Regions from separate parts of the Sus scrofa genome. Here regions 1, 3 and 4 are each linked to region 2. The links are chromatin contacts, called in public Hi-C, HiChIP or PLAC-seq and promoter capture Hi-C maps. All regions are on one chromosome and are shown on one strand. Each heading gives the region's core, a stretch centred on a gene start, on an enhancer-like site or on the middle of the called end of the contact. The rest is flanking DNA. Distances are from core to core; before and after follow the strand shown. Region 1 holds the start of CYSTM1 (cysteine-rich and transmembrane domain-containing protein 1). Region 2 holds the start of LOC100521256 (probable histidine--tRNA ligase, mitochondrial). Region 3 holds the start of PFDN1 (prefoldin subunit 1). Region 4 holds the start of HBEGF (heparin binding EGF like growth factor).

Region 1 (7,393 bases), core at 3,960-6,459, 460 kb before region 2:
CCCCACATCTGTGAGCAAAGGGACACTGGTTTTCTCTTTTCTGGGGGAAATGGGGAGGTTTCTAGTCCTTGGTCAGCCCTTCCTTACCTTGTGGGGTCCCCCTTTGCATTGGCCCCATTCTTCCTAAAACTCTGCTGCCAAAGAACTCTTTTTTTTTTTTTTTTTTTTTTTTTTTTTTTTGTCTTTTTAGGGCTGCATATGGAGGTTCCCAGGCTAAGGGTCCAATAGGAGCTGTAGCTGCTGGCCTACACCACAGCCACAGCAACGCTGGATCCAAGCCATGTCTGCAACCTGCCCCACAGCTCACGGCAACGCCGGATCCTTAACCCACTGAGCAAGGCCAGGGATCGAACCGGCATCCTCATGGATGCTAGTCAGGTTCACTAACCGCTGAGCCACGATGGGAACTCCTGCCAAAGGAGTCTTGACACTTCGTGCCATTCCCATTCCCTGTTCTGAGGTGCTTCAACGGTTTCATAGGGTTTTTGCATTTAATCTATGCTCTTCCTCTCAGGCCTTAATAAAACTAAGACTAATAATAAAGGAAAGCTAACGCTTTGGAGCACTTGCTGTGTACCAAGCGCCGTGTTTAGGTTTCATGTGCTTTATCTCAGGTAGGCTTCAAAATCACACACTAGACGCATGGGGGCTGGGAAAATAACACCATAAAGTAGCTGTCCGTGTTATCCCTGTTTTTTTCCAGATGGAGACTAATGCAGAGAGGTTAAATAACTCGCTTAAGGTCCTGTGGCCAGTAAGTGATGGAGCCCAAATATGACTCTGTCTCTCTGGCTCCAGACCCTGTATTCCTACCGGAAGATTCTGCCATCTCCAAAGCTCCTCCACAGTTGGCTCTGTTTCTACCTTCTTTCTTTCTTTCTTTCTTTCTTTTTTTTTTTTTTTTTTTTGTCTTTTTGCCATTTTCTTGGGCCACTCCTGTGGCATATGGAGTTCCCAGGCTGGGGGTCTAATCGGAGCTGTAGCTGCCGGTCTACACCAGAGCCACAGCAACACCAGATCCGAGCCGTGTCTGCAACCTACACCATAGCTCACAGCCACGCCGGATCTTCAACCCACTGAGCAAGGCCAGGGATCGAACCCGCAACCTCATGGTTCCTAGTCGGATTCGTGAACCACTGAGTCACGATGGGAACTCCTCTACCTTATTTCTTACAACGCTCAAATTTCCACGGTCCACTTCGGTTTGCCTCCTGGCTCGGCCCACTCTTCCCAAACTTGATCGTCCTTGCTGATTTGTTCATTCGTTCAGCAAATATTTACAGAGCCCCTGCCCCAGGTGTTCGTGTCGTTTGGATGCCACAACCAAGAGTGCCCTCTTCTCCCAGTCCTGCTTCTCATGCTCTGCTCCAGACCCTGGCTTCCGTGCATCCTGCCTCAGCCAGGGCAGCTGCCGTGGTGGGGACGCTGTGAAGACTGAGGGCCCGGAAGGACATGACGCAGTGAGTGTAGCATCCAGGGTCACAGGGGCTTTGTGAGGTCTCGTGCTGTCTCGCTTTCCCATCAGGGGTCAGAGAACTCGCTCCTCTAGGATCCATCCCAGGGGGGAGCACCCACTAGGCACCCAAGAAACATTCTTTCATCCAGTTGTTGAGCCAACACACTTGGGAGGTAGGTATGATTGTACCCATTTTACAGATAAGACTGAGGCTCCGGGTAACTTGCCTGAGTTCACCAAAGGGATACATCTCAGAGCACAGGTTCCCAACCCCTGCATCATGCCGCCTCCACAGTCCTTGGATGGTTCGTTCCCCTGAATTCGTAAGTGTTTAAAATCCTTTGCCATTCCTGTGGATAATGGACACACACACACACACACACACACACACACATATGCTTTGTCAGGAGTTTCCACACAGACATTTTTCTTTATTTCCAGGAAAGGAAACTCACTGCAGTTGTGAAGAAACTTGACCAAACTCTGGCAACTTCTCCACAGGGCCCCCCCCACCCCCCGACTTACTCCTGGGACTTGAGATCAAATCCTAGAAAAGAGCCACACACGGGACGTGCTTCCCGGCCAGGTCTCTGGTTCTCAGATGCTGCCAAGTAACATTCCTTGAGTTTGGACTCACGTGACAGCACTCCTTCCTCGAGGGGGTGGTGGGGACGGGGATGGGGACCTGTCTAGTTTTCCTTTGATGATTATGCCCTTTCAGGCCCCAACAGCTCAGTAAAAGGGGAGCGGCCAAGGACCTTACTGAAAACACGGTGCTATCACCTCTTCCCCCCCAGTGAGGGCCCCCAGATGTCCCGGTGGCCATATTCAGCTGCCAGGAGAAGTTTCCAGGGGAGTTAGCCTTGACTTTCAGGCTCATCCTTCCCCTGCCCCGCCCAGAGGAGAGCCTCAGAGGCTTATCCCCTGGGGCTGAGAACCGTTCTTCTCACCTGCTCCTCTCCCCCGCCCCACCCCACCCCACCCCCCTTACAAAAGTGCTCACTGTTGTAACTCCTCGGGCGCCTTTCCCTTACTGCTATCAACACATCCTCCCTTTCAGCAACCCCCCACCCCCCCAAACCACTGCTGTTTCTCCTTTCTCTAGGTTGCTTCTCCATTCTCTTTGCTCCCAGCACTTCTCTTAAACCTCATTCTAGCCCAGCTCTTCCCTCACCCCTCCCTAAGGGCAATTAGAGGGGGGGGGGCAGCTCAGATCTGCCACCCAGATCTGAGCCCCTGCCCTGCTCCCAGCATCTTCCCGCCTCCCAGTCTCTGCCCTTCGGGACCTCGGCTCAGGTTTCAGACCTCTCCTCTCTTATCAATGCATCTCTGTCTGGAGCCACGATTCTTCTCTAGCTTTCGCCATTGTCTTTTTTCCCATGTATATGCTAATTTTGTTTTTAAAAATAAATGTATAAAAAGCAAAAAAGTGTCACTTACAACTATCAGGTAAACAACATCCATAAACTCCTGATCTTCAAGGATTGTGCCCCAAGCAGCCTGGCATTGCCTATTGCCAGGCCTCAAGACATGCTCCCTAGAAGCTGTTTATAGAGTAATTCTTGGGTTTAAAATCCCATAGTCTGAGAGGGAGGGATGACATGCATGAAACCTCCATAGCGGTGCAGGGAATAGGAGAGTAACCTTAACTGGAGCTCAAGCAAAAAGAAGTTAAGGACTGAAATAAACAGACGCTCTCTCCGGCCAGGACCTCCATGAGGTGTTGAATTTTCATTTTGAAGCTGCTTCTATGGCCAGTGACTGGAAGGTCACAGAGGTGCAGACAGGATTATAGTGAGCAAGGGGAGAACACTGAAGAGAAGATCATTTTTTTTTTTTTTTTTTTTGCTTTTTAGGGCCGCACCCACAGCATATGGAGGTTCCCAGGCTAGGGGTCCAATCAGAGCTGTAGCCGCAGGCCTACACCACAGCCACAGCAACACAGGATCCCAGCGTGTCTGCAACCCACACTATAGGCCACAGCAACACCAGATCCTAAACCCACTGAGCTAGGCCGGGGATCGAACCTGCGTCCTTATGAATGGTAGTCAGATTCGTTTCTGCTGAGCCATGTCAGGAACTACGAGAAAATCAATTTCTAAACTGAAAAACAATAAAAATATCTTTCCAAGTAGGACTTTCGGGCTTGTCCTAGGCTTTGCTCTGAGAGTGTTGCAGTGATTTCTCATTCTGTTGGATTAGAAGGAGGCTTGCAGGACAGAAAATCTGGGCCTGGGCGACAGCCCGTCTCTTCCCCTCTCCTGAACGAAAGCAGTCTTATTACATTATCTAGCAAAGACTGGGGGTTTATGGAGAAAGTTGCTAGAAAGCAAACCAGTTATCAGCCTTGGCCGCATCCCTCCCAAGTACAGTTCGCGGAGTAAACCCCTGAACCTAGCTGGCTCTAGACCAGAGGAGATACCAGGAAGCGCAGCCCACAGGGAATCCTGAGTGCCACGCACTGAACTGGGTGCCTTGGGGACACAGGCCCCGCCTTTCGGGCACTTGCAGTGGCGGCAAGAGGGTAATTTTTGGTGTCTCTCAACACTGAGGGGCGTGCCTGTTGGAGTCTCAGGGATCCATCCCAACTCAAAGACCAAGCAGGGAAGCCAGGGCCGGAACTCGGGTTCCCGCGCCGGCAACCGCCCGGGAGCGCGCCCGGAGGCCCGGCCGCTGGGGGCGGGGCTCGCGCTGTGACCCCGCCCCCTCTTCGCCCCGCCCCCGCGCGCGTTGCCAGGGTGATCAGGTGACTCGGAGCTCGCCTCGCTCGCGGCGGTCGTGACGTCAGGCGCGCCCAGGCTCCTCACTTGTTCCTTAGCAGGTGCGGCACAACTTGTGCGGTCTCGTCCGAGCCCTTCGGTCCCAGCCGAACCAGTGCCCGGCGGGTTCGTAGAGAGGAAAGGTGAGGCGCAGCGGAGCCCAGGCCGGCCCAGCTGAGACCCGGGAGGGAGTGAGGCGCGGGCAGGGCCCTACCGGGGTGTTGCTCACTCCTGAGCTCCCCAGAGGGTGCGCGGAGAGCTACGGGGCCTCGGGCGGGGAAGGGCCGGCTCAGGCCGGGAAGCGCGCAGCCCTGGGGTAGAGGTCAGGAACCGGGGAAGCGGTTGCAGTCGGCCCGGTGCCCACTCCGGCATATCGCGGCCGCTGGCAGAGGCTGGGAAGCTCCCGCGCCGCCGGCCGGGCCTCTGGGCGGTGGACCCAGGGGCTCGGCGTTGCGAGGAGTTGGCCGACTGAGTGCGAGGCTCGCCACACCCGGTCTCGGGGGACATCTGTGGGAGGCTTCTGCATCTCTTCGCCTTGGGCTGCGGTTTCTAGGGCGCTGCCGGGGAATTCAGTCCGTTCTCTGAGTCGGGCCTGCTGGGACGGGAGGCCGCTCGGGAGCCCCGCGGGTGGGATCAAGGGACCGGGGTATTGAGAAAAGGAGGGGCGAGGGGCGAGGAATCCTGACTTGAGAGCAGGGGATTGGGATCTGAGGAGACCTGTTGGGGGAAGTGAAATCTGAGCTGAGCCCTGAGGGGTGGGGACTAATCTCCCGGCAGCGGTGGGGGCTGGAAGAGTAGAGGGTGGAAAAGGGGACCTCGGGGAAGGAGACCTTGAGTCTGGCGCTGGAATGACGATTCGGTGACTTACTGCACCGAGAGCTAGGGCGATTGGGTGGCGGGGGGGACTTTGGAGAATTAGGTTAGGGCCGTTTAGGAAAAACTCGGGGTGCTCGGCTCGGGGTCGGGGGGGGTTGAGTATCTTGGGGAGCCATTGAAGCGTCGGCTGGATTGGGGTTGGGGAGACATGCAGGAGGCTGTTGTGACAGCCCCGAAAAGAGGTGACAACGCCTAGAACTCGGGTCTCTTGGGAATTCTGTGAACCCTGCTTCTGAAATGTTTGTAGCAGACAGGGATGGGGGCGCAGGCAGCCAGACGCCAATGACCCCAGCCCTTTGCGAGCAGATTGTTAAAAATTCCTTGCTGTGAAGGGGGAAGGAAGCGCCCAAGTGCAGCTCGTTTTCCGGATGAGTTAATGGCTCTGAGAGCTTTGCCCCCTCGGACCCGCCCTGAGCTTAATTGGTCCACAGCTCTCATCTTTTTGAGGTTTCAGGGTGTTTTTCAAACGCGTCTTATCCCCAGGGCGAAACCCAAACCTCAGGTGAGTGGTAGATTTAATGGCGAGAAAGTTATCGAAGGAAAATCCCTGCCTAAAACATGAATGTGTGGCGTGGGGGAAGCTGGAGGGAGTCGCTTGCTCTTTGTTAATTAGAGAACAGTGTTGCCGTTTCTTACCTCCTACCCTCAATTTGTGGGCTTCTCAAGCAAGGCTGCTTAAGTGTTAATGGGCTATTTTTTTTTTTTTTCTTAAATTCTTGAGAAACAGGAAAAACATAGTTTGGTTATTGAAGAGGGATGATTTGGCAGTTGACGGTTTTTTCCCAACTCTGAAATGTGCTGATCCTGTCCGGCACAGCTGTCCATTTTATATTGAAACTTAGCAACTTCTGGTTTCTGGGAGGAAGTAAAATAATAGCTAAAACTTCTCACCAATTTGCCTTGTATTTGTTTGACTCCAGAAAACAGAATTGGACCTCTAGGGATCCTGTACAGGAAAAGGCACTTGAGGGAATTGCTGAGAACTAGGCAAAGTGGCTGCAGCTGCTTTATGCTTCAACAGAGAAGCCAGCGCAGCGCCCAGGGGGGGACAAATCCAGAGTGGTGGCAACTGGGGAGAGTGAACTTCCAGTCAGATCCGTGACATCCTGCTGTGTAAAAAGATGTCTTAAGATAGGTCACTTGAGCAAGGTGTGTTTACCACACACTACTGCGTAGCCAGAGAACAGCACCCCCCCACGGACCCTGTAGGACTTGTTCCGATAGTGGGTTGTTTTTTTTTTTTTAATGGGACCTTGCAGGTGCCCCATAATATTCAGAATCACTGGAAATTAGATTTCTGGGTCACATTTAATATTTTTTAAGTACTTTTTTTTTATTGAAGTATTGTTGATTTACAATATCTTGAAGCCCACATTAAAAAAAAAGTTAACCCTTTTCTCCGAGTTCCCATTGTGGCGCAGCAGAAATGAATCCAACTAGGAACTATGAGATTGCGGGTTTGATCCTTGGCCTCACTCAGTGGATTAAGGATCCAGCGTTGCTGTGAACTGAAGTGTAGGTCACAGCTGTGGCTCGGATCTGGCATTGCTGTGCCTGTGGCATAGGCCAGCAGCAACAGCTCTTATTAGACCCCTAGCCTGGGAACTTCCATATGCCGCGGGTGTGGCCCTAAAAAGCAAAACATATATGTATATATATTAACCCTTTTCTAAATATCTTCGGAAGTATTTGAACTACTCATGCTTCCCTGGGAAAGAAACAGTCCCCCCCACCCCCGGCGCTACAACTCTGTGCTGTCAGGCAGTGAAGTAGGCCAAGAGTTTGGGGAAATTTTCCGCTTTCCTTCGTCTCTGCTGCCCCCACAAGTTTTCCCCTTGGTAGAGACCTTAAGACTTCAGTGTCAGGGAAAAAATTTCAGCATTTCCCTAAACACCAGCTATGGTAAACACCAGGGCTGGAAGTTCTTCTCCTGAAGAACAGAAATGCCCTCCTTTAAGGGGAACTGGGCTGAGAGGTGTGAGCCAGAGACCCACCACGGAGTGTTGTAGGCCTGCCCTTTGTCACCCAAGGACAGGGCCCCATCATTCTCTTGGAAACATTCCTTGACCTTGAAACAGGGTAATGGGCAGTGCCCCCTTCACAGAGGTACCAGGAGTGTTAATGGGAGGCTTATATGACATTCGAGCTCCTTCAAAACGGAATATTTTAGTCGTTGGATAAATGGAGTGTTGTTTTTTTGTTTTGTTTTTGAGATGTAGTCAAATAAAGAGGTGGACATTGTCAACTTTTGTTGGAAAAAAAAAAAAAAGCCTTATTTAATGCCCTGAGGCATTTTGGTTTT
Region 2 (7,517 bases), core at 1,373-3,872:
CCCCAAATTGCCTCAATAATACCTTTTTATGGTTGGCTTGTTTGAATGATTCGTTTTTGTTCGGGGTTTTTTTTTTTTGGCTGCGCCTGCGTCATGTGGAAGTTCCCTGGCCAGGGATCAAACCTGTGGCACGGAAGTGCCCAGGCTGTTGCAGTGACCAATGACAGATATTTAACTTGCTCTGCCACAAGGGAACTCCATAAGGGAACTCCTGAGTCAGAGTCTAAACGAAGTTCATGCCTTGTATTTGGGTGATATCTCATGTTTTTTTAATCTGCAACAGTCTGCCTTTTTTTTTTTTGCCTTTTCTTGGGCCACTCCCGGGGCATATGGAGGTTCCCAGGCTAGGGGTCTAATTGGATCTGTAGCCACTCCACTGGCCTACACCACAGCTCACGGCAATGCCAGATCCTTAACCCACCGAGCAAGGTCAGGGATGGAACCTGCAACCTCATGGTTCCTAGGCAGATTCATTAACCACTGCGCCACGATGGGAACTCCTGCTTTCCTTTTTTTTAAAAAAGAATTCCTTCATTTGTTGAAGAAATGAGCCATTTTTTCCTAAAGAATTTTTCCCATTCTAGTTTTGGTTAACTGTATACTCAATGTTTTAATTTAACATTTTCATGTATTTCCAGTAAAGTGGTAGTTAGGTGTGAAGAATGATTCAGTATAATTCTTGGCAAGAACACTTCATAGGTGGTGCTGTGCAATTCTTATTGCATTACATCAGGAGGCCCACAATAATATCTCGTCCTACTTTTAGTGATGCTAAGATGGACTGATGAGTTTAGGTGAGGCCAGCCTGATCTATCATAAATTCCCATTCATCTTTCCTCCCAATAGTTTGAATAACTATTGATGACCACTGCCCGGAGGTTTTAACACTGTCTCTTTAACCTCTGAAATGACTTATATGTAGAAAGGAAGAGCTCAATGAATGTAGGAGCCCAAAGAATTAATCTTAAAATGGGGCATCTCAAGACAAGGAAGACAGATCATCTGACCTCTCCTTTGGAATTCAGTTTCACACACTTTCATTGAATAGCTACTCAATTCCAATCTCAGCCTCTCAGGCTAAGTAAACCATGTGAATAATGAAAAGGCAGCAATAAATGTGGTAACGGAGGTATATTTGTCAAGTGCCGAGGGAACCCAGATGAAGGGTAAATAGTTCAGTTTATAGAACTTATAGAAGTAGCATCTGAACTGACATCATGGATGCTGAGCTAAGACTCTCCAACTTTATTTCACTCTCTATCTTCATTTCTACTTCTCCATCTGGTTCTAGCCATGAGGTCTTTTTATAGTTCCTGGAAACTACAAAGTTTCATTCTCGCTTCAGGACTTCCATTCCCTGGAGTCCCCTGTGGCACAGCAGGCCAAGCATCTGGCTTGTCACTGCAGTGGCCCAGGTGGCTGCTGTGGTGTGGGTTCAATTCTTGGCCAGGTAACTTACACATTGATGCAGGCAAGCCCCCCCCCCCCAAAAAAGGATTTCCACTCCCTATCTGGACCTATCTTCTTCTGACTCTTCATCTATCTCCCACTCATCTTTTAGGTCAGCTAGTCTATCACTTTTTTAGGGAGGCTTTCTCAGATTCCCCACTTGTCCCTTATTTTTCTCAGAGCACTTTGTTATTTCTTTACATCACTTAACCAAGTTGTAGTTACATATCTATGTGTGGGATCATATCTCCTAGGTCTGTTTGCTTCAGTAGAATGTGAGCTGAGGGGTGGCTATGTTGTTTACCATGGTACACTCACCTTGTGTAGCGATCACTCAAAAAATATTTACTGAATCAAAAAGGAGTAGCAGTAGCAGGTAGACGCCCCTAAATACTTAGCTGGCCTAGTTTCTGCCATCACTTTGCCATCCCAGAATGACTCAGGTAGAGTCCAGCCCAGCCTGGCACTCAGAGTAACTGTTGTTTCCTCTGCAGCATTTCAGATCCTCCTCAATGACCCGGTTCAGGGAAGCAGGCACCCTCTCAGAGGCTCCTTAAAGATATGATACTCACCTTGGGAGTTTTGAGCACAAACTTATGTTTCCCTTCATCAGGGCCGAGCTGTGCCTTCAGTTTCAGTAGTTTTGCCACCTCCTCCTCGATCTGTGGAGGGAAAGCAGGCGCTGGGCTGTATCACATCCACTCCTTCCCTTCCCCGCCATTCATTCAGTATCTCTCGCTCATCGAGAAGTGCGGCAGATCTGTCTCCCAGGCCCATCCTTCCTTCTCTTGGGTCCTATCGCAGCTACCTCCCCACCGAGCCCATCCTCCTCCCTACCAGTCCGGTCCCTGCTTCCATATCTTCAGCCTCTGTGCAGCCCACCCACGTTCTATGTCCTCCCTGGCCTTGCCTTGTTCCCTCCCCTGCCGCCTGGGTCGCACCTGCTCAGTGCTGGCCTTCTGCTGCTTAAGGCCCCGCACGCGCTCTCCCTGAAGTCGCACCAGTTCCTCCAGCGTCTCACGCCCTGCCATACTGGCTGCCAGCCGGAGCTGATTGCTGTCCAGATCGGCTGTGGCGGCCACAGCCTCAGCTCGGACGACTTCCGGCTACCGAGTCGCGGGCTCACATGCCTAGAGAGCCACCACCCAGGACAACAATCACTTCCGGCTCCTACCGGAAGTGTAAATGCTGGGAGGGAGCCGGAAAGGACCCAAGCCACCTTGCGGGATTTAGATGGTGTAGAAGCGCTTATTTCTTCTGTAGAGTCTGGGCTTCACCTCTACCGCGCCCTGTACCCTTCCTGGGGTCTTTTTTGCCTCCTTCCTAGGTCCTTTGCCTCCTGTCCCGGAAAGCCGTCTCACTGCCTCACGATGCCCCAGCTCGGATTCCTGCATGGAAGGGCCTGGGCTGCGCTGCTTGGCCAGCTCCGGCGGCCGCCCGGTGCCGTATGCATTGGGGCGGTCCGTTCTCATAGCCAGGTGAGCCAGACTGAGCTAGCTCTGGTCTGTCGGGGCAGGATTTCCAGGTCTGAAAGCATGGGCTCGCGGCCTGCACTCCCGCACTGTCACAGTCGGTTTTTATTGCGTGCCCACCAAGTGCCGACACAGAGCCTTTTAGGATGCTCTGTCATTAATCATAGCCATCTTGAGAGGTTGGGGTTATTATTTCTACTTTATAGTTGAGGAAATGAAGGCTGCCAGGTTAAATGACTTACCTATGGCTGCATAGTGAGGGAACATTTTAATGTAGATTCATAATCCCTTTCAGAACCTTTTGGCGTCTAGCACATAAACAAACTTTAAGCAAAATATATGAACGTTCCACTGAGGTGACTAATGACCCTAAATAGACTGAATTCACATTAGAATTTACGTCAAAATGAGACTCCTTCATATCCCCCCCACTCCGATTTTTAGTTTTCAGAGATTTTGACTTGTAGAGGAGGGAATGTGGACTTCAACTGCCATCCTTTGAAGGACAGAACCTGCCAAAGTATAGAACTACTCCACCGTCTATATCTGGAAATAAACAGAATCAGTGATTTTGTTGTACCTTGGGAAAAAGTCTTCTAGGAAGACTGGTCCAAGCCTAAGGACCATTACTACCTTATTAAAAATTCTTTTTTTTTTTTGAATTTTTTATTTTGTTTTTTTTTTAGGGATGCCCCTGTGGCATATGGAGGTTCCCAGGCTAGGGGACAAATTGGAGCTGTAGCTGCTGGCCTACGCCACAGCCATAGCAATGCAGGATCCAAGCCAAAACTTTGACCTACTCCACAGTTCATGGCAACACTGGATCCTTAACCCACTGAGCAAGGCCAGGGATGGAACCTGTGTCCACATGGATGCTAGTTGGATTCATTTCCACTGAGCCACGAGGGGAACTCCTTAAAAATTCTTACTTTCACTCTTTGAGTAGGAGCCGAGAACTGGGGATTGTGCTAATCCCTACTTCTAGATGGTTGGTAATGATAATGCCGGGTTGCTTTGTGCCTTCCTTGTTCCTGGGTTAAACTTTTTCACACATTAAAAAAACTCCAGGAGTTCCCGTCATGGCTCACTGGTTAATGAATCCGACTAAGAACCATGAGGTTGTGTGTTTGATCCCTGGCTTTACTCAGTGGGTCAAGGATACAGCATTGTGGTGAGCTGTGGTGTAGGTCGCAGATGTGGCCCAGATACCACATTGCTGTGGCTGTGGTGTAGGCTGGCAGCTACAGCTCCGATTAGACCCCTGGCCTCGGAACCTCTAGATGCCACAGGTGTGGCCCTAGAAAAGGCAAAAAGACAAAAAGAAAAAAAAAAAAAAAGCAAAAAACAAAAAAACCCCCAAAAAACTCCAAATGTATTGAGGAGACTTGTTTGGTAAACACCTGGTCTTTAGTCGGATTCGTTAACCACTGAGCCACGACGGGAACTTCAACACCTGGTCTTATATGTAGTACATGTACATATGTAGTACATATGTAGTACATATACATTGCAGATACAGCTGCGTTTTTGGAGGTGGGCTGAGACTGGGATAGATAGAATAACGTTCAGATTTCCTGTTGCTTAGGGACCTGAGGTCGGGGTACGTGGGGCCAGAGATATCACAGATCTGCCCTGTACTGAGAGGAGCCATATCTCACATTTATCTCACATTTATTCTGCCAGGTTGCAGAGGCAACATTAGCATCCCAACTGAAACCACATAAAGAGAAACCAAATTTTATTCTCAAGACCCCAAAGGTAATGTCCTGTTCCTTAGAGTGTCTTGGAGTTCTGCTCTCTGCTCTGCTTCTCTTCCTGATCCCTTTTTAATGGTTTTTAAAGCTCATTTTAAAAAAATCTTGACTATTCTTGAGCTTCTGGGTGGGGCTCAGAGTCATCTGAATTCAAAGTTTCACCTCCAGACCTTAGATTATAGATGTAGTTTAACTCTTTATCTTCAGTGGACCTCTTTGATCTTTGGTTTCACTCCTTTTGGTTTCTAGGGCACTAGAGATTTTAGTCCCCAGCAGATGGTTGTGAGGGAGAAAATTCTTGATATGGTTGTTAGCTGCTTTAAACGTCATGGAGCAAAGAGGTTGGATACCCCAGCATTTGAACTAAAGGTAAGAGGAGGAAAAAAGAATGCTGAACCCCATTTCTTCACCTGCCGTGTTTACTTTTTTTTTTTTTTTTTTTGGTCTTTTTAGGGCCGCACTTGGGCATATGGAGGTTCCCAGGCTAGGGGTCGAATCAGAGCTGTAGCCGCTGGCCTACACCACAGCCACAGCAACACTGGATCCTTAACCCACTGAGTGAGTTCCAGGATCAAACCTGCATCCTCATGGATACTAGTCAGATACGCTAACTGCTGAGCCATGACGGGAACTTCCTAACTTGTTTCCTAAAGGGCTTCTAGCCTATGCTTTGGACTCCTCCTTTTTTTTGTTTTGTTTTGTTTTTTTTGTTTTGGTCTTTTGTCTTTTTAGGGCCACACCTGAGGCATATGGAGGTTTTCAGGCTGGGGGTCCAATGGAGCTACAGCTGCCAGCCTACACCACAGCCACAGCAGCTCAGGCTCTGGGCCTTGTCTGCGACCTACACCACAGCCCCCAGCAATGCCGGATCCTTAACCTGCTGAGCAAAGCCAGGAATTGAATCTGCGTCTTCTTGGTACTAGTTGCGTTCGTTGACCACTGAGGCATGATGGAAACTCCTGGACTCCTCTTTTTAACGGTGGTTCTTTCTGTTTGACCCTTGCAGGAAATGCTTACTGAGAGGTATGGCGAGGACTCTGGGCTCATCTACGATCTGAAGGATCAGGGTGGAGAGCTGCTGTCTTTGCGCTATGACCTTACTGTATCCTTCTGAGTTCTGGGGCCTGACTTAACTCTTTCTAAACCCAGAGGACTTTCTCTGACAAAAGGGGCAAGAATGACTCTGGGATCCTTATGGTTTGTTAGCAGTAGCCTTTACTGCCAGTTTTTTCCAGAAGGCAATCCTGCCAGCAGGGCCTGGCCTAGAGCACTGTCATTTAGATTTATAATGTGTCAGAATCCTTTGGGGAAGCTTCCAAAAAGGCAGATCCTTGACCTCTAGCCCCACATATTCTTAATTCTGTAGCCTGAGTGGGGCTCAGCAATTTGCAGTATAAACAGGTATCTGGGTAATTAAGATGCAGGTTAAGGAACTTTAACATAGAAGTTGTAGGCAAATCCAAGTCCCAAAGCTTGACAATTCTGAGACAGTTGAGAATTGATCTTAGTGGGAGGAAATGGCACAGACTTGAAGGTCTTGGGTCATTTTTATCTCTGCTTCCCTTACGTTCTACCAAAATTGTGGTTTTGCTAGGTGAGATTCCTTCATTTGCCACTTTTTTTTTTTTTTTTTTTGCTGTACCCATGGCAGTTCCCCTGGCCAGGGATTGAACCTGCGTCACAGCGGTGACAATGCCACACCCTTAACCCGCTGCGTCACAGGGGAATTCCACCGCCATTCCGTATTTATTGGTTGCTTAGCACTGCTTGGAGTTAGTGGAGAGTCAGAGAGATTCCTTGTTCTCATCCTAGTGCATGAGATCCAGTTGATAGAGGCCCAGACTTTACACTGGGCCGAAGCTTCGGATGCAGTATCCTTCTTCCTTAACCTTTTGATGTGAGGTCCCTTTTGCTCGTTATCTGGCCATGAATAAAGTGAAGAAGATGAAACGCTACCATGTTGGAAAGGTGTGGCGGCGGGAGAGTCCAACCATAGTCCAAGGCCGCTACAGGGAGTTCTGCCAGTGTGTAAGTGAGCTGAAGAGGGCAGCATGGTTCGGTAGTTCCGGGGGCCACAGCCTGGGACCTGGCAGCTCAGTGATTTTTTTTTTTCCCCCTGTCTTTTTCTTTGTTGTAGGATTTTGACATTGCTGGTCATTTTGACCCTATGATCCCTGATGCAGAATGTGTGAAGATCATGTGTGAAATCCTTAGTGGGTTGCAGCTGGGGGATTTTCTCATTAAGGTGAGGCCAGGGCTGAGGACTGAGCAGAGAAGTCTGGATTTTGCCTGATGGTGTCTCAAAACATTGGTGACCCCCACCATTAAGCCTGCAGTGCTAGGACTTTCTTATTTCATATAGATCTATGCTTCTGTAGTCATCCTATGAAATTTCTTTTCTATCCTTTTTATGGATCAGGAGACTAGGGGACTGCCATTGTTTTGAGGGAGACGTCATTGACAAGACACTTGGGTTGTCCATTGAGTTCACAGGTCAATGACCGGCGGCTTTTGGATGGGATATTTGCTGTCTGTGGTGTTCCTGAAAGCAAGTTCCATGCCATCTGCTCCTCGGTAGACAAACTAGACAAGGTAAGAAGACTCACTTCACTCGACCCTATCAGAGTTTCTCTCCTGCTTTCCGGTCTGTACCCTTAGAGGAAAATAAGGAGATGATGACTGGAAGTGAGCTCTTTGTGGGAGGAAGGTAAGGAGACATTCTGAAGCAAGATCTGAGTTTTTATGCAGTGGAGATTATGGGCTGTATTTCCAAAGCTGCCTCTGACTTTGCTGAGGATAGCGTTAGCTACTTGGGATACATATAGTGAATGAAAATGACGTG
Region 3 (7,220 bases), core at 3,204-5,703, 320 kb before region 2:
TTTTTTTTTGGTCTTTTTGCCTTTTCTAGGGCCGCTCCCGCGGCATATGGAGGTTCCCAGGCTAGGGGTCAAATCGGAGCTGTAGCCGCCGGCCTACACCAGAGCCACAGCAACGCAGGATCCGAGCTGCATCCGAGACCTACACCACAGCTCAGGGCAATGCTGGATCCTTAACCCACTGAGCAAGGCCAGGGATAGAACCCTCAACCTCATGGTTCCTAGTCGGATTTGTTAACCACTGCACCACGACAGGAACTCCCATAAGGGTAATATATTTTTAAAAGGAAAAAAGTGAAATGTAGGTGGTTAATCATATAATAATAATTAGAACAATAGGTAAATTGATTTACTAGATTTCTCATGTATGACAGAATGAGTGTATTTAAATGACAACTGAGTATTTTTATTTCACAACACTAGTCAAACAACTAAAAGATTTATAATGTGAATGACTACTAATAATTAGGTTGCTAAGGGGAGGTTAAAACTACAACTGCTTAAATCAATCTTCACCCATAAAACTACTATAAACATCTTTTCATAACAAATCATGTTTTTATCATTCAAGTTACACGCTTATGTACGTAAGTAGAGAGAAGAACAGGGAAATAAATATTTTAAAAATGTACTTCAAAGTTAAAAATTAGGAGTTCCCATTGCGGCTCAAAGGTTAATGAATCCGACTAGGAACCATGAGGTTTCGGGTTCCATCCCTGGCCTTGCCCAATGAGTTAAGGATCCAGCATTGCCCTGAGCTGTGGTGTAGGTCTCAGATGCAGCTCAGATCCTGCGTTGCTGTGGCTCTGGTGTAGGCCGGCGGCTACAGCTCCGATTTGACCCCTAGCCTGGGAACCTCCATGTGTCGTGGGAGCGGCCCTAGGAAAGGACAAAAGACAAAAAAAAAAAAAAAAAAAGAAAGAAAAAAATTAAAGACATCAGTTTCTCATTTAAAAAAAAAAAAAGAAGATATTGACTAGACAATCTTTAAAGCTACTCTGATATTTTAATTTAAATTTTAAAGTGAACAAATTTTACAATTTAATCCAGACAAAACCTCTTCCAAGATAACCCCCTTAAGGATATATTTTACTTACATTCTTCCTACACCTTCATACATGTTGGTCTCATCTACCAAAGTCATAATCTCCGTATCTGTAAGATGTGCATGCTTTTTTGTCCTGTTGAGCTGTTCAATCTGTATGTCTGCAAGCTTCACCTTCTGTTGAGTGTCAATAACTTTAGCTTGAAGCTCTGTGAAGGCCTTAAAAAAAAAAAAAAAAGTCCTTGATTTAGTAAGTGAAACATTTTACAGAAAATATTTAAGTCAAATTTAAACATATTAAAATAAAGCCTGCTGAGACAAAGTTATAAAATTTGATGTTTGTTACCTGCGCAAACATCAATAAACGTTCATATAATTATAAATGATCAAGCCACTATGCTAAATATTCTTGACTCTTGAACAACTCAAGGCTTAGGGGCACTGACTCTCCATGTTGTCAAAATGCTGAGTACAGGAGTTTCCTCCTGGCTAGGAGGTTAAGGATCTGGAGTTGTCACTGCTGTGATTCTGGTTATAGCTGTGGAGCACATTTAGTCCCTGGGCTAGAAATTTCCACATGCCTTAGGCATGGCCAAAAAAAAAAAAAAATCCCAGTGTAATTTACAGCTGACCCTCCATATAGCAGTTCCTCTGTATCCTTGGTTCTACATCTGGATTTCAACCAATCACACAGTGTGTGGTACTGTAGTAATACCTTTAAAAATCTATGTACAATTGGATCCCCGCAGTTTAAACCTGTGTTGTTCAAGGGTCAACTGTTTTGAATTTACCCAGTCCTCAAAAGATGCTGTCTATTTGAAGCAGCAGAACAAAGACATGGTAAATAATAAACATATCAAGTAGCAGGTACCCAAGGAGTAATATAGGCACTAAATGCAACAGTCAGCGGATGAAACCCAGAGATCCAAAACAAGAACCATAAATGTAACTACTCACTACATTTATATTTTACAACTAGTTTTCAAAGCACTTTCCCACATTTTTTGAACTATTAATATGTAAATATTAATATGAGAACACTAATAGATGTAATAATAAATACCTCATTTACTCTTCTCAACAATCCTGAGTTAGGGCAAGCAGTTTCATCACCACAGCTTATAAATTAAGTAACTAAATGTTTGAAAGAGATATAAATGACTTGCACATGGTTGAACAACTAAGAGGTCTAAAAGTGAGCTCTTAAGTCCATTTCTTGACTTCTAGTTCAAAAACCTTTCCGTTCTGCTGTCTATAGTAATATTCAGAAAATGCATATTTTAAGAGAAGGACAAAAAAGAAAATATTTGAAACACTGGAAGAAGAATTATATCATGACAGAGGCACACACCAAGCCAAATCTGACCCTTGGGTACCCTTAACTCAAAAAGCTCCTAGGTACTCTTGTTGAAGAGCCTAGAATGACTTTCACATCCTGTCAAATTTATGCCTTAATACTTGAATAATAATTTTTGTGGCTGCAATGCATGGCAAAAGCTGCTATTTAACTTCTACTCTGGCTTTGTTCTCACCTACTAGTAAGGTTTCAAAATTTTGTTTAGAGTTAGAGGAGGTGCCTAAAATGTCCTACTTGTCTCCACTCAAAAAAAAAAAAAAAGACCCGAGCTCCCACTGTGGCGCAACGGGACCAGTGGAGTCTTGGGAGCCACTGGGATGAGGGTTCAAACCCCACCGGCACAGTGGATTAGGGATCCAGCATTGCTGCAGCTGCAGCTGAGGTCGCAGCTGTAACTCCAATCTGATCCCTCGCCTAGGAGCTCCATATGCTGTGGGGTGGCCAAAAATGACCAAAAAAAAAGACATTATAAAGACATTAGAATATCCTTAAACAAGTTTTTTTGAGTTAATTTCACTGGTTGTCAAAGCTACCCAATTCAAGTCTGTACTCATTTAAGTCTATAATCGTTTAAGTCTGTAATCAATTTGTCTGCAATCAATTTAAGTCCGTAACATTTTCTTAGTTTGCATTCATTGCCCACAGGTTTCCTAGCAACAAATTCAAATAATACTGAGGTAAACCCATTCACAGCTGTACTCTATTGTTGGCTCTTTCACTAAACCCTGACTTAATTTGAACAGAAAAAAAAAAAAAGGAGGGGGGCTTTTAGGATGCTTTACGACACAGTTTGCTAAGGAACCTAGTATATTGTTAAAGCTAAGATGGGACAGCATTAGAGACCACGTAAAGACTAAAGATACAAGTTTCGAAACAAAAATGGCAAAAAGGACATACACAAATCCTCAGAGCAATAGTAAACAGCTTTGCTTATTGGGTGCAAAAGCTATTTCACCTGCCCTATGTCTGACACAAAGGTTGACCGGAATGGTTTTAGTACAAGATGCCCTTCTGAAGTACCTAAACTAATGGCCAAAAGGCGGGAAGGCAGAAAATATTGGATTCTGATCCTAACCATGGCCTGAGTCTTTTCTGTAACTGTTTTTATTTCTAGAAAAGTAAAAGTTTAGAGCAGATGAAGTCTAAGATCCTTTCCAATCCCCAACCCATCCCCCTCTCAAAAAAAAAAAAAAAAAAAGATATGCTTTTGAGTTGGTAGCGGTGTCACAATCCTGACAATTCTTTAAGTGGCAAAAACGTCTCTGAGTAACAACACATTTACAGGCAACTATGGGAAGGGAGAAACCCAATTCCTTCTGATACCGATTCCATTTAGAAAACTTTCACTAGACTTTGCTTCTTTTTTGACAAACCCTTTAAAAGGGGAGGGGTGGAGGGGCTAGGGAGGGAGCCAAACAGTGCTGAGAATATCTGATTTAAGAGTATGTCGCGACCTTAGAGGTACGGGATTGAAGAAGTGGCCTAAAAACACAGGTTGGACCTGGAGTTTGTCAAAGCAAATTAGGATGCAGAATTACGGATGCCTCAGCTCGGGCAAGCTGTCTCAAGGGGCTCCAACTTGAAACGCTCACTTCAGGCCTTACAATAGGACTGAAGGCTCCAAGAACAAGGAAAGGGCTCTGGAGCCCGGAACAAGGGACTCAAAACAGCTATCGGCCCGCCAGACTTAACCAGCCCCAGCCCTACCAGCTCTCTTCCAGCAAAGAGCTGCTCGCCCCGACTCCAGCCTAAGGCGACCCAGTCCCGCCTGAAGGACTCTGGGAAAGCATTCCCCAATGCCCTGGGACCTTCTTCCCTCCGCGGGACTTGGGTCTCACTCGATATTCTTGTCTACGGTCCCGTTAGCTTCCAAAGAGAAGCCTGCCTGCTCAAAACCCTCTTTTACCTTCTTCAACTCCAGATCCACGGGAGCCGCCATCTTGATTCCCTCTCTGCGCCTGCGCGCTGGGAGAAGGCCGGAAAGAAGGGTGGGGGAAGGGCGCGCCTTGGCGGATCGTCCCCTTTCCTTCTACGCCTGCGCAGGAGCCGAGCTGCTTGGTTTCCTCCGCTCTCCAGCGCTAGGAATCCCCCCTCCACCCAGAGAACCCTAGATTCCGATTAAAAGCACATGTTTCTCGTGACCTATAGGCTTGGCCTGTTTCTCCACATCCTTCCAGACACCGCACCACGCGCAGATTTCGTGCATGGTTTTAAGTATTTTTGACAAATACCTTAGTTTGTGCTGCTAAATTGAGATGTATGTAGATGAGGCCAAAACCTCTTCAGTCAGGGTCCCTGTGCTGTCAGGGAGGACAAAGAATCCCAGGAGTTTGCATCCTGGTGCAGAGGAAACGAATCGGACTAGGAACTATGAGGTTGCAGGTTCGATCCCTGGCCTGGCTCAGAGGGTTAAGGATCCGGTGTTGCCTGAGCTGTGGTGGAGATCACAGACACGACTGGGATGGCTGCTGTGGCTCTGATGCAGGCCGACAGCTACAGCTCTGATTCAACCCCTAGCCTGGGAACCTCCATATGTTGCGGCCCTAAAAAGACAAAAACAAAAAACGAAAATTCAGCCCACGCCTCATACATGCCAATATAGAGAAAACCGGAAGGCTTAGCCGAACTGTTCCTCCAAAGAACTTAGTTATACTGAACACTCATGGAAGACCTTCTTGACACAGTGGTTCTCACAAACCAAATTAGTTTGTTTCAAATATATATATTTTGGAGTTCCCGTCGTGGCGCAGCAGAAACGAATCCGACTAGGAACCATGAGGTTGCGGGTTCGACCCCTGGCCTTGCTCAATGGGTTAAGGATCCGTCGTTGCCGTGAGCTGTGATGTAGGTCGCAGACGTGGCTCGGATCCCGCGTTGCTGTGGCTCTGGCGTAGGCCGGTGGCTACAGCTCCGATTAGACCCCTAGCCTGGGAACCTCCATATGCCAAGGGAGCAGCCCTAGAAAAGGCAAAAAGACAAAAAAATTAATGAATAAAATAAAATATGTATATTTTAAACACGCACACAGAGATTCTCTGGTCCTTATCCCAAACTTAATTACTTAGAATCTTTGAGATCAGGGCCCAGAAATTTGCACCTTTGCAAATGCCCCAAGTGGTCTGCAAACCACATTTTGAGAATCTTATGTAAAATATCTGGCATTTGAACCAGAGGGATGGCTGGTAATTGGACTTTTAGAAATGAAAGAAATGGATGTTTTGCCTAGTCTAAAAACCTGTAAGAGAGAGGAAAGGGCAGGTAATTTAGAACCAGACAGATTCCAAGGTAGCTAAGGTTTGGTCTACCTTGTGCCTAGATATGTCTGGTTCTACTTACTGTGTAGCAATAGAGTTTGTCTCCTTATTTAATATGGAAATAACAATATTATTGAGTTCCCATCATGATTCAGTGCCAATGTACCCAACTCACATCCATGAGGATTAGGGCTCAACCCCTGGCTTTGTTCAAGGGGTTAAGGATCCGGTGTTGCCTGTGACCTGTGGTGTAGGTCAAAGATGAGGCTCAGATCCTGCATTGCTGTGGCTGTGGCATAGGCCAACGGCTCCAGCTCCAGCTCAACTCTCAGCCTGGAAACTTCCATATGCTGCAGGTGCAGCCCTGGGGGGAAAAGAAAAAGAAAAAGAGAGAGAGAGAGACAGAGACAGAGAGAGAATAATAATATTACCCTAACAGTGTTATGTGGGCAAAGAATAAGATCAAGGTGAAAAGTTCCAAGTTTCACACAATGCACAAGTAGATACTGGATAAATAGTTGTAATTAAGTAGCAGTTAGCATTGTTGTGTTTGCCTTTCAAGGTCCAGCAAACTCTTCCTTTATTGTTTTTGTTTTTGTTTACATTACTTGTCACACAGTTATCAGGCAGCTGCTTTATGCGGGATCTCACTTCCCAGACCAGGGATTAAACCCTGCATCAATGAAACCACTAAATCCTAACTGCTAGACCACCAGGAAACTCTCTGTTAAAAAAAAAATCTTTATTCAGGTATAATGGCATATAATAAACTGAATATATTAAAGTGTATAATTTGATAAGTTCCCATCTAGGAAACCATCTTCATAATTGTGATAATAAATCTATCGCCACAAAAGTTATCTAATGCTCCTTCTGCTTCCCCCTTAGTCTCCCCCCCCCCAATCTCTCTGGCAATTACTGATCTTCTTAAGTCTCTTTAGATTTGTTTGCATATTCTAGAACTTTATAGACATGGAATCATACAGCATGTTACTCTTAGCCATCTTTCACTCAGCATACTTATTAGGAGATTACAAATCATCTTTGATCCCTCTCTTTCTTTCATTGTGACCTCCCTGCCCACAGCAGCAGGGAAAAAATCTAAAAGAAAAATAAAGACTCCTAATTTGGGGGTTTTGGGGGGGAGTTTGTTTTCTTTTGTTTCTTTTGCTTTTGCTTTTTAAGGCTGCACCTGTGGCATATGCACGTTCCCAGATTAGGGGTCCAATTGGAGCGGTAGCTGCCGGCCTACACCACAACCACAGCAATATGAGATCCGAGCCACATCTTCGACCTATATCACAGCTCATGGCAACACCAGATTCTTAACCCACTCAGAGGCCAGGGGTTGAATCCGAATCCTCATGGATACAAGTTGGATTCATTACCACTGAGCCACAACGGGAACTCCAAGACTCCTAGGTTTTGACCTGAGCAATGATAATATCTTTTACTGAGAAGAGAAAGTTAATTCTTACGATTTAGCCTAATGCAGTCTCAAAGCCACTCTGCAGGAGTAATGAGAATAATCCTTCCCCCTGTGAATGGACTGTATTAGTTAGACTAT
Region 4 (6,821 bases), core at 559-3,058, 290 kb before region 2:
TAGGATCCCTAGAACTGAAAAAATGGACTTTTTGCCCAGCAAACCCAAGACAAGGGAAGTGGCAGGTGCCAGCAGTCCCGTAGCCGCCTCCCCAACCCCCCGGCTCTTCTGGTGCAACCCCAGACCCCTTCAGAACTCAGAAGGTAAGGCGGATGCTCAGAGGAAGCTGCTGACCAGAGCTGCAGCGAAACTGAGGCAGAAGGGCCAAGCTGGTCAGAAAAGGGAGGGAGAGAGTGACAGGGGGACAGCTAGGCTCCTGCCGGGGAGAGGGAGCAGTGAGTCAGGTCTGCAGAGGTATGAGGAGCAGCTGTGTGGGTGGAGGGTGAGTCACGGCCCCGCTCTGCCCTGCCTAGAAGGACAGGGCCAGGAGGATCCAGGTTGTTCAGGCCAAGGGTGACCCCAGAGGGCCACTGTCAAGAGGATGGAAGGCAGGAGCCCAGCCTCAGCTTTGGAGCAGACCCTGGGTTTATACACAACACCTCAGGGAAGCTGAGTGAGTAAGAAGAGGGGTAGCTGAGGAGCAGGCGGAGCTAGAACAGGTGGGTATCTTTGCAGCCAAATATAGTCATTCCAGGGCTCCAGGGCTCAGTCCCTGCTCCACCCTCAAGCATCTCTGCAGGTGGCTGGGGGCAGGGAAGCGAGCAATACCGGAGGCTCTGGACTCTGCCCTGTACTTGCACTCATGTGCTCAGCCACGGCGCTCGGCTGGTGGGAGGATCCCACCAGCCCTTCCTCCCTTGAAGTCTCTCTCAGGGACTCAAGGTGGTCAGGAAGTATCCGGGCGTGGGGAGACTTGGGAGACACCCAGCATTTCAATACAGCTCTCTAGGAACCCAGTGCTCACTCTTCACAGCCCTCCCAGGGGGAGCTGGTCTCTGCAGGGACCAAGAGTTCCTCATTTCCCTCCGTTTGCCCAACCTGGAGACAGGTGGACGGAGGAGGCTAACAGGACACACCTCCTAGGTGCCCAGCATCCGAACATCTGTTACCTTGTTTTATGCATAAAAGTCATTTGATGTAGAAACTAGGACTTGTGCCCCTTTTTACCTAGACACTCTAAGGGAAGCATCTCAAGCATTCCTTGCATCTCTCACCCAGTTTACCTCAGAGGAATGGACCGAGCCCAGACACCTTGCCTGTCTCAATTTGCCCCCAAGTATCCAGAAGGGCAGCAAGGAGCCACGTGAGACCCCAGGGCGAGAAAGACAACAGGACCTACATTCTAGGATCCCCCAGGGAGCTTGGCAGGCCAAGGGGCTTTTCCTTGAAGTCCTCCCTCCCTGAAAACCCCCAAACCGCAGGTGTGTGCAAGCAGCATCCTTGCCAGATCCACTTATTCTTCAACTGCCCACCAAGGTCCAAGGACGGACAGCCCCAGCACTAACCTCTCAAAAGGTCCAGGTCTGCCTCTTCCAAGTCCAGGACTTCCCGGCCTCGGCCACCTCCCGGGGGCAGCAGCTGGTCCGTAGATTCGGTAGGGGAGACCAGATTGCTGGTTCCATCCGCCAGCCCCCTCCGCAGGCGCTCCAGGCTCTCGCCGGTCACCAGCGCCGAGAACACTGCGGGTGAGGGGCAAGGCCGCATCAGACCCCCCGCCCAGACCCCCGTCGCTACGTACCGCAGCCGGCGCCCGCCCGCCAGGGAACACGGGCCCCACCAAGTGGCCCGCGCCGGGGACGCAGCAGCGATCTCCCTCCGTGCCCCCCGGCAGAGCGTCCCCATCCCCCCCGACCGACCCCCGGGAGCGGCAGCAGCCCTCCTACCTGCAGCCAGAAAGAGCTTCAGCACCACCGACGGCAGCAGCTTCATGGTCCCGGGCCGGGCGGAGGCGGCGAGGCAGCGATCACTTTAGAGGCGGCGGCGGGAGCTGGGCGCTGGCACGGGAGCCGGGGCGGGCAGAGCGCAGGAGACCCCGCCGGGCACGATCTGCTGCCGGCCTTGGGGTGCAGGCCTGGCTGGGATGTGCGGGGAGCTCGCGGCTGCCCGGCGCCTCTCTCGTTCACTCCGTCTGTCGGTTCGTCTGTCCGCCCGCCCGCCCGAGCCCTTGCGCCTCAGCCAGGCCAGCCGCGTGCCGCGCGCAGCTCCCTCGGTCGACTGAGCGCCGCTCGGCGCGCGGCCGGGAATAAAGCTCCGCGAGGCGCCCAAGCTCCGCCCCGCCTCCCGCCGCCCCCTCCACCCCCCCCCCCGCCCGCCCCGCGCGCCGGGACGCCCGCCCGGCTCCCGGCGCCGGCCGCGCAGCCCCCGACCCCGCGGGCGCGGCGGGGAAAGGGGGCGGGAGCGAGGGGCGGCGCTCACATATTTTGGGACCAGGCCAGGGCGGCCGCGGCCTGACTGTGGGTAGGGCTGCTGACCGGCAGGTGGCGGGGACCCGGTCCTACCTTTCCCCAAATGCTTGTCGCGCGGCAGCCCTGTGACGGCTGAGCGGCGCTTCGCCCTTGGACGCTCCTCGTCTCTTCCAGGCCTGGTCCCTCCCGGCATCCCTGTTCTAAACCAGGGATCCCCCACTCAGGTCATCATTTGAGCTTCAGATACCCGCTTCTTTGCCTCCCCACAAATCAAGGAGTACATAATAATTAACTCATTTATCATTTGAAAATTAGACAATGAAAGCCAACAGGTCTCAGGTGAGCCTGAGAGGTTACCAGAGTGGCAGCTGCAGGCCCTTGGTATCCATCCAGCAAAGGCGAAGAAAGTTACCAGTATTCTTTCAGCCGCTGGAGAGGCTTCTCCCCATCTTTGTCTCAGTGGACATAGTCTCCATTAAGATTTTTGAACTATGGGTTATAATTCCCAGGCTTCCGGCATCGGAGGGAGAGACACAGGCTGCGAAACAAGCCTTCGAATCCCATCATCTTCCGCCAGCGTGGGAACTGGGCCCCTCCCGCAGGCCCCAGCTAGTTAGCCTAGGTTATTGCGTTCAACAGGTGCCAGGAGTTCCCGGCGTGGCTCAGTGAAAACGAATCTAACTAGGAACCATGAGGTTGCGGGTTCAATCCCCGGCCTTGCTCAGTGGGTTAAGGATCTGATGTTGCCGTGAGCTGTGGTGTGGGTGGCAGACGCGGCTGGAATCCCGCGTTGCTGTGGCTCTGGTGTAGGCTCTGATTAGACCCCTAGCCTGGGAATCTCCATATGCCGCAGGAGTGGCCCTAGAAAAGACAAAAAAAAAAACAAAAACAAAAACAAAAAAACAGGTGCCAGGAGATTGATGTGTTTCTCTTCCATCCGAAGTATTTTTACAGGGGTCTTCTGGAGTCAGTGTCCTGGCCCAAAGAAATGACTCTCTCAGTAGGCATTTCAGCTCCCAGGGACGTGCTGGGGCGGGAGTTGTATGACACAGGGCTGGGTTGGCATTCAGAGCCCTCAAGTTGTGCCAGATAGAGCTGCTGGCCTGATGCAGCCCATGTGTAGGGATAAAAACAGGCCTGCTATTTATACACAGTCTATCCCACTCTCCCTCCTCATCCCCGCTTGTGTAGGGGTCAGTGGGGCGCTGTGCGCTTTAATTTGCCCCAGCAACTCGCTCCAGATTCCGGTTTCCACGATGCTGGAATCACGAAAGTCCCAAACTGGAATCCTGATGTTGCTTCTTACTGTGTGACCTTGGACAAATATTTAATGTCGCTGAGCCTCAGTTTCCACATCTCTCCAACGGAGACAACAATAATAATAACACCTACTTTGTAGACAGCGTCTTGAAGCTTGCCCTCGGGAACACGTATGAAGGACTTAGTACAGGGCCAGACATAGTATAATGACTGTGACCTATTGTTATTGTTATATTACTAAGCATTGTACACGGACCATTGCTTTTCCTTAGAAACCTTTTTTCTCTCCCTTTCCCAGAGGTCTGAGACGCCATGTGTAGTTGACTTGGTTTTAGGAGGAAACTCACCTATCACCCGTTTGGCTAAATGCCACTTTGGGATTGTTCCTCTGGGTGATCAGTATCGGGCCGAGAACCTCAGTAGCTGTCACCACCCAGGCCACACCTTTGTTCTCCCTCAGCAACTGCCTGGCCACCTGCTTCCCTAAAACAAAACCACCTTGGGGTCAGGGCTCTCCTGAAGGGAGGAGGAAGGGAAACACTTCCTGCCACCCGGCCAGGTCACCCCTCCTGCCCCCAGCACGGCAGGGTCACACCCTACTCTCCTGCCCCAGCCTGCCTCTGCCTTCACAAGCTCTGTCCTTCCGCCTTCTCACCCCCACATCAGCCTTAGCCCATTCATGGGGCAACTCCAAGCTTTCATCACCCCTGCGAGCCTCACCCCTGCGAGCTTTGTGTGTCAGCCAGGTTTTATGGGAAGGGCCTGGAAAATGAAGACAAAAGACCTGGAATGGTTGGGGGACAGTCACTTCTCCTCTCAGAACCTTGAGCGTCTTTCGATTAGAAAAAGTAAACGTCGTGGCACAGCGGAAACGAATCCGACTAGGGATCATCAAGTTGCCGGTTCCATCCCTGGCCTCGCTCAGTGGGCTCAGGATCCGGCATTGCCGTGAGCTGTGGTGTGGGTCACAGACGTGGCTCGGATCTAGTGTTGCTGTGGCTGTGACGTAGGCCAGTGGCTAAAGCTCCGATTAGACTCCTAGCCTGGGAACCTCCACATGCCTCAGGTGCGGCCCTAAAAAGGACAAAAGACAAAAAAAAAAAAAAAAAAAAAAAAAAAAGTAAACTTGGAGCTCCCCGCTGTGGTGCAATGGGATTGGCAGTGTTCTGGGAGTGCTGGGATGTGGGTTCGTCCCCAGCCTAGCACAGTGGGTTAAGGATCCAGCATTGCCAGAGCTGCGGCTTAGTTGAAGGCTGTGGCTGGGATCTCTGTATGCCTCGGGGCAGCCCCCAAAAAAGAAAGAAAGAGTAATCACGATTCATGCTGGGACAGCATCACTAACTCATTTATTCCACAAACAAGCAATGAATCGTTTTTTGGGCACTAGGACACAGCGATAAACCACAGAGCCACGGATGTGCTCTTACGGAGCTAACATTCTACAGTAGGGCGAGGGGCAACACATTAAATAAAGTAAAAAGGAAAACAGGAGGTCCTCTTGTGGTTCAGCAGATTAAGAACCCTCACAGAGCTGTGTCTCCATGAGGATGCGGGTTCTATTCCTGGCCTCGCTCAGTGGGTTCAAGATCCGGCACTGCCACGAGCTGTGATGGAGGGCTCGGCTGCAGCTCCAAATCGACCTTTAGCCCAGGGACTTCCATATGCCACAGGTGCAGCCATAAAAAACTTAAATAAAGAAAATAAGAAAGGAAAGTAGAGGAGTTCCCTTGTGGTGCAGTGAGTTAAGGAGCTGGCATTGTCACTGCTGTGGCTCGGGTTGCTGCTGTGGTACAGGTTCAGTCCCTGGCCCAAGGACTTCCACATGGCATGGGTGCAACCAAAAAGAAAGAAAGACAAAAAAAAAAAATGAAAATAGAGTCTATGATAAGTGCTAAAATGAAAGTTAAAATTCAACGATATACCATAGGATGATGTTTCCCAGGGCTTGCTTGGAACAACACTTGAGATTTGGTGGCTGATGAGCAAAAGTCTCTCTGAGCCTGTGACCTATAAGCTGATGCCTGAACAAGTGGAAGGAATCAAACTTGCGATGATGCATGGACAAAGCATTCTGAGCCATGCAGATAGGGCAAAAACTCTGAGGTGGGAACAAGCTTGGAGCATGCAGGGGACAGCAAGAAGGCCAGAAAGGAGGGAGGGTTACAAGATAACATTGAAGCCAAGGCTAAAGGACAGATAACAGAGCATGTTACAGGCCGAGGGAGATGCTGGACTTGATTCTCCATCACTGTATCAAAGAACCATCCACAAAAAGTGCAGGTATGCAGCAGGATTCTTCCGCCTCCTCCCCTCTCTCTACCCAGGCCTCCCCCACCTGCTCTCTGGCTGTCAGGTACCTGGGACAGACTCCTGAGAAAGCAGACAGGCACTCTGCTTTCCTGTCTATTGACCATGGCAACTGAGGCTTGGAAAACTACAGTCCCTGGGAAACCAATGAGTCACGAGGGAGCAAATCCGCAACAGAAACCCTGGCGTCCTGCTTCCCAGGCCTCCAGAAAGCCCAACTCCGTGGGACACCGCGTGCCACTGACTCTGCTAGGCCACGCGGACCTTCCTTTGGGGGGAGCACTTGCAAGCCAGTGGGGAAGAGGTCCTGGTGGTGACAAGAAAGGGGAAAAGGGGACTTGGAGAGGGGACTGACCTGAGTCCTTCCCCGCTGCGCCTGAGATGTCTACGCTAGTAGACGCGTTCTCCTACACCTGGCTGTGCATCAGGATTACATGGGAATTTATTTAAGATAAAAAGGCCCAAGCCCCACCCCACTGCTCCTCTTTCAAAACTCCTGGGGTGGGGCCCAAACATTTATACTCCCAGCAGATAATTCTGACATCAGCCTGATTCGGAAGCACTGGGCTGCATAATTAACTAGAATAATGACTCAAGTATCTGAACAAAATCTGAACATCTGAGGCAGAGGCTGAAGAGCTTTAAAGCAGTGACTCTTCCCATGGTTCAGCACTTCCGAGGCATCATCTCGTGTGGTCCTCACAACTGCCCTAAAACTAGATACTCCTCCCCATTTCATGGGGACAAAGCTTAAAAAAAAAAAAAAAAAAAGGGTACCAGGAATTCCCGCTGTGGCTCACTGGGTTAAGAATCTGACTAGTCTCCCTGAGGATGAGGGTTTGATTCCTGGCCTCACTCAGTGGGTTAAAGGATCAGATGTTGCCACAAGCGGCGGTGTAGGTTGCAGATGCGACTCAGACCCGGAGTTGCTGTGGCTGTGATGTAGGCCGGCAGTTGCAGCTCCAATTT

The links. Promoter capture Hi-C pulls out the DNA fragments that hold promoters and counts their contacts. A called contact is a pair of places that touch in the nucleus more often than the background predicts. HiChIP or PLAC-seq counts read pairs in DNA pulled down with a chosen protein or histone mark.
Region 1: a contact with region 2 is called in an H3K27ac HiChIP or PLAC-seq map of alveolar macrophages. The contact joins the promoter of CYSTM1 here to the promoter of LOC100521256 in region 2. A contact is called at or near these places in 1 of 5 promoter capture datasets (fetal liver) and 1 of 2 datasets of contacts at active chromatin or transcription factors (alveolar macrophages).
Region 3: a Hi-C map of heart right ventricle shows a contact between it and region 2, with 2.3 times the contacts expected there. The contact joins the promoter of PFDN1 here to the promoter of LOC100521256 in region 2. A contact is called at or near these places in 1 of 5 promoter capture datasets (fetal liver), 1 of 47 Hi-C or Micro-C datasets (heart right ventricle) and 1 of 2 datasets of contacts at active chromatin or transcription factors (alveolar macrophages).
Region 4: a promoter capture Hi-C map of fetal liver shows a contact between it and region 2, with 3 times the contacts expected there. The contact joins the promoter of HBEGF here to the promoter of LOC100521256 in region 2. A contact is called at or near these places in 1 of 5 promoter capture datasets (fetal liver), 4 of 47 Hi-C or Micro-C datasets (embryonic fibroblasts, mesenteric adipose tissue, omental adipose tissue and 1 more) and 1 of 2 datasets of contacts at active chromatin or transcription factors (alveolar macrophages).

Annotation. Positions count from the first base shown.
Region 1 is chr2:141,940,836-141,948,228 of Sscrofa11.1, forward strand. CYSTM1 (cysteine-rich and transmembrane domain-containing protein 1) reads left to right here and starts at 5,210. Exons shown (of 3, transcript XM_013995210.2): 1 at 5,210-5,593. The coding sequence starts at 5,468.
Region 2 is chr2:142,398,657-142,406,173 of Sscrofa11.1, forward strand. LOC100521256 (probable histidine--tRNA ligase, mitochondrial) reads left to right here and starts at 2,623. Exons shown (of 12, transcript XM_013995242.2): 1 at 2,623-2,927; 2 at 4,605-4,679; 3 at 4,925-5,044; 4 at 5,682-5,777; 5 at 6,578-6,703; 6 at 6,813-6,920; 7 at 7,169-7,267. The coding sequence starts at 2,820. It overlaps HARS (histidine--tRNA ligase, cytoplasmic), which reads right to left and starts at 2,576. Exons shown (of 12, transcript XM_021084891.1): 1 at 2,391-2,576; 2 at 2,022-2,111. The coding sequence starts at 2,480.
Region 3 is chr2:142,073,547-142,080,766 of Sscrofa11.1, forward strand. It overlaps PFDN1 (prefoldin subunit 1), which reads right to left and starts at 4,454. Exons shown (of 4, transcript XM_005661736.2): 1 at 4,306-4,454; 2 at 1,095-1,261. The coding sequence starts at 4,338.
Region 4 is chr2:142,113,079-142,119,899 of Sscrofa11.1, forward strand. It overlaps HBEGF (heparin binding EGF like growth factor), which reads right to left and starts at 1,809. Exons shown (of 5, transcript NM_214299.1): 1 at 1,764-1,809; 2 at 1,386-1,559. The coding sequence starts at 1,809.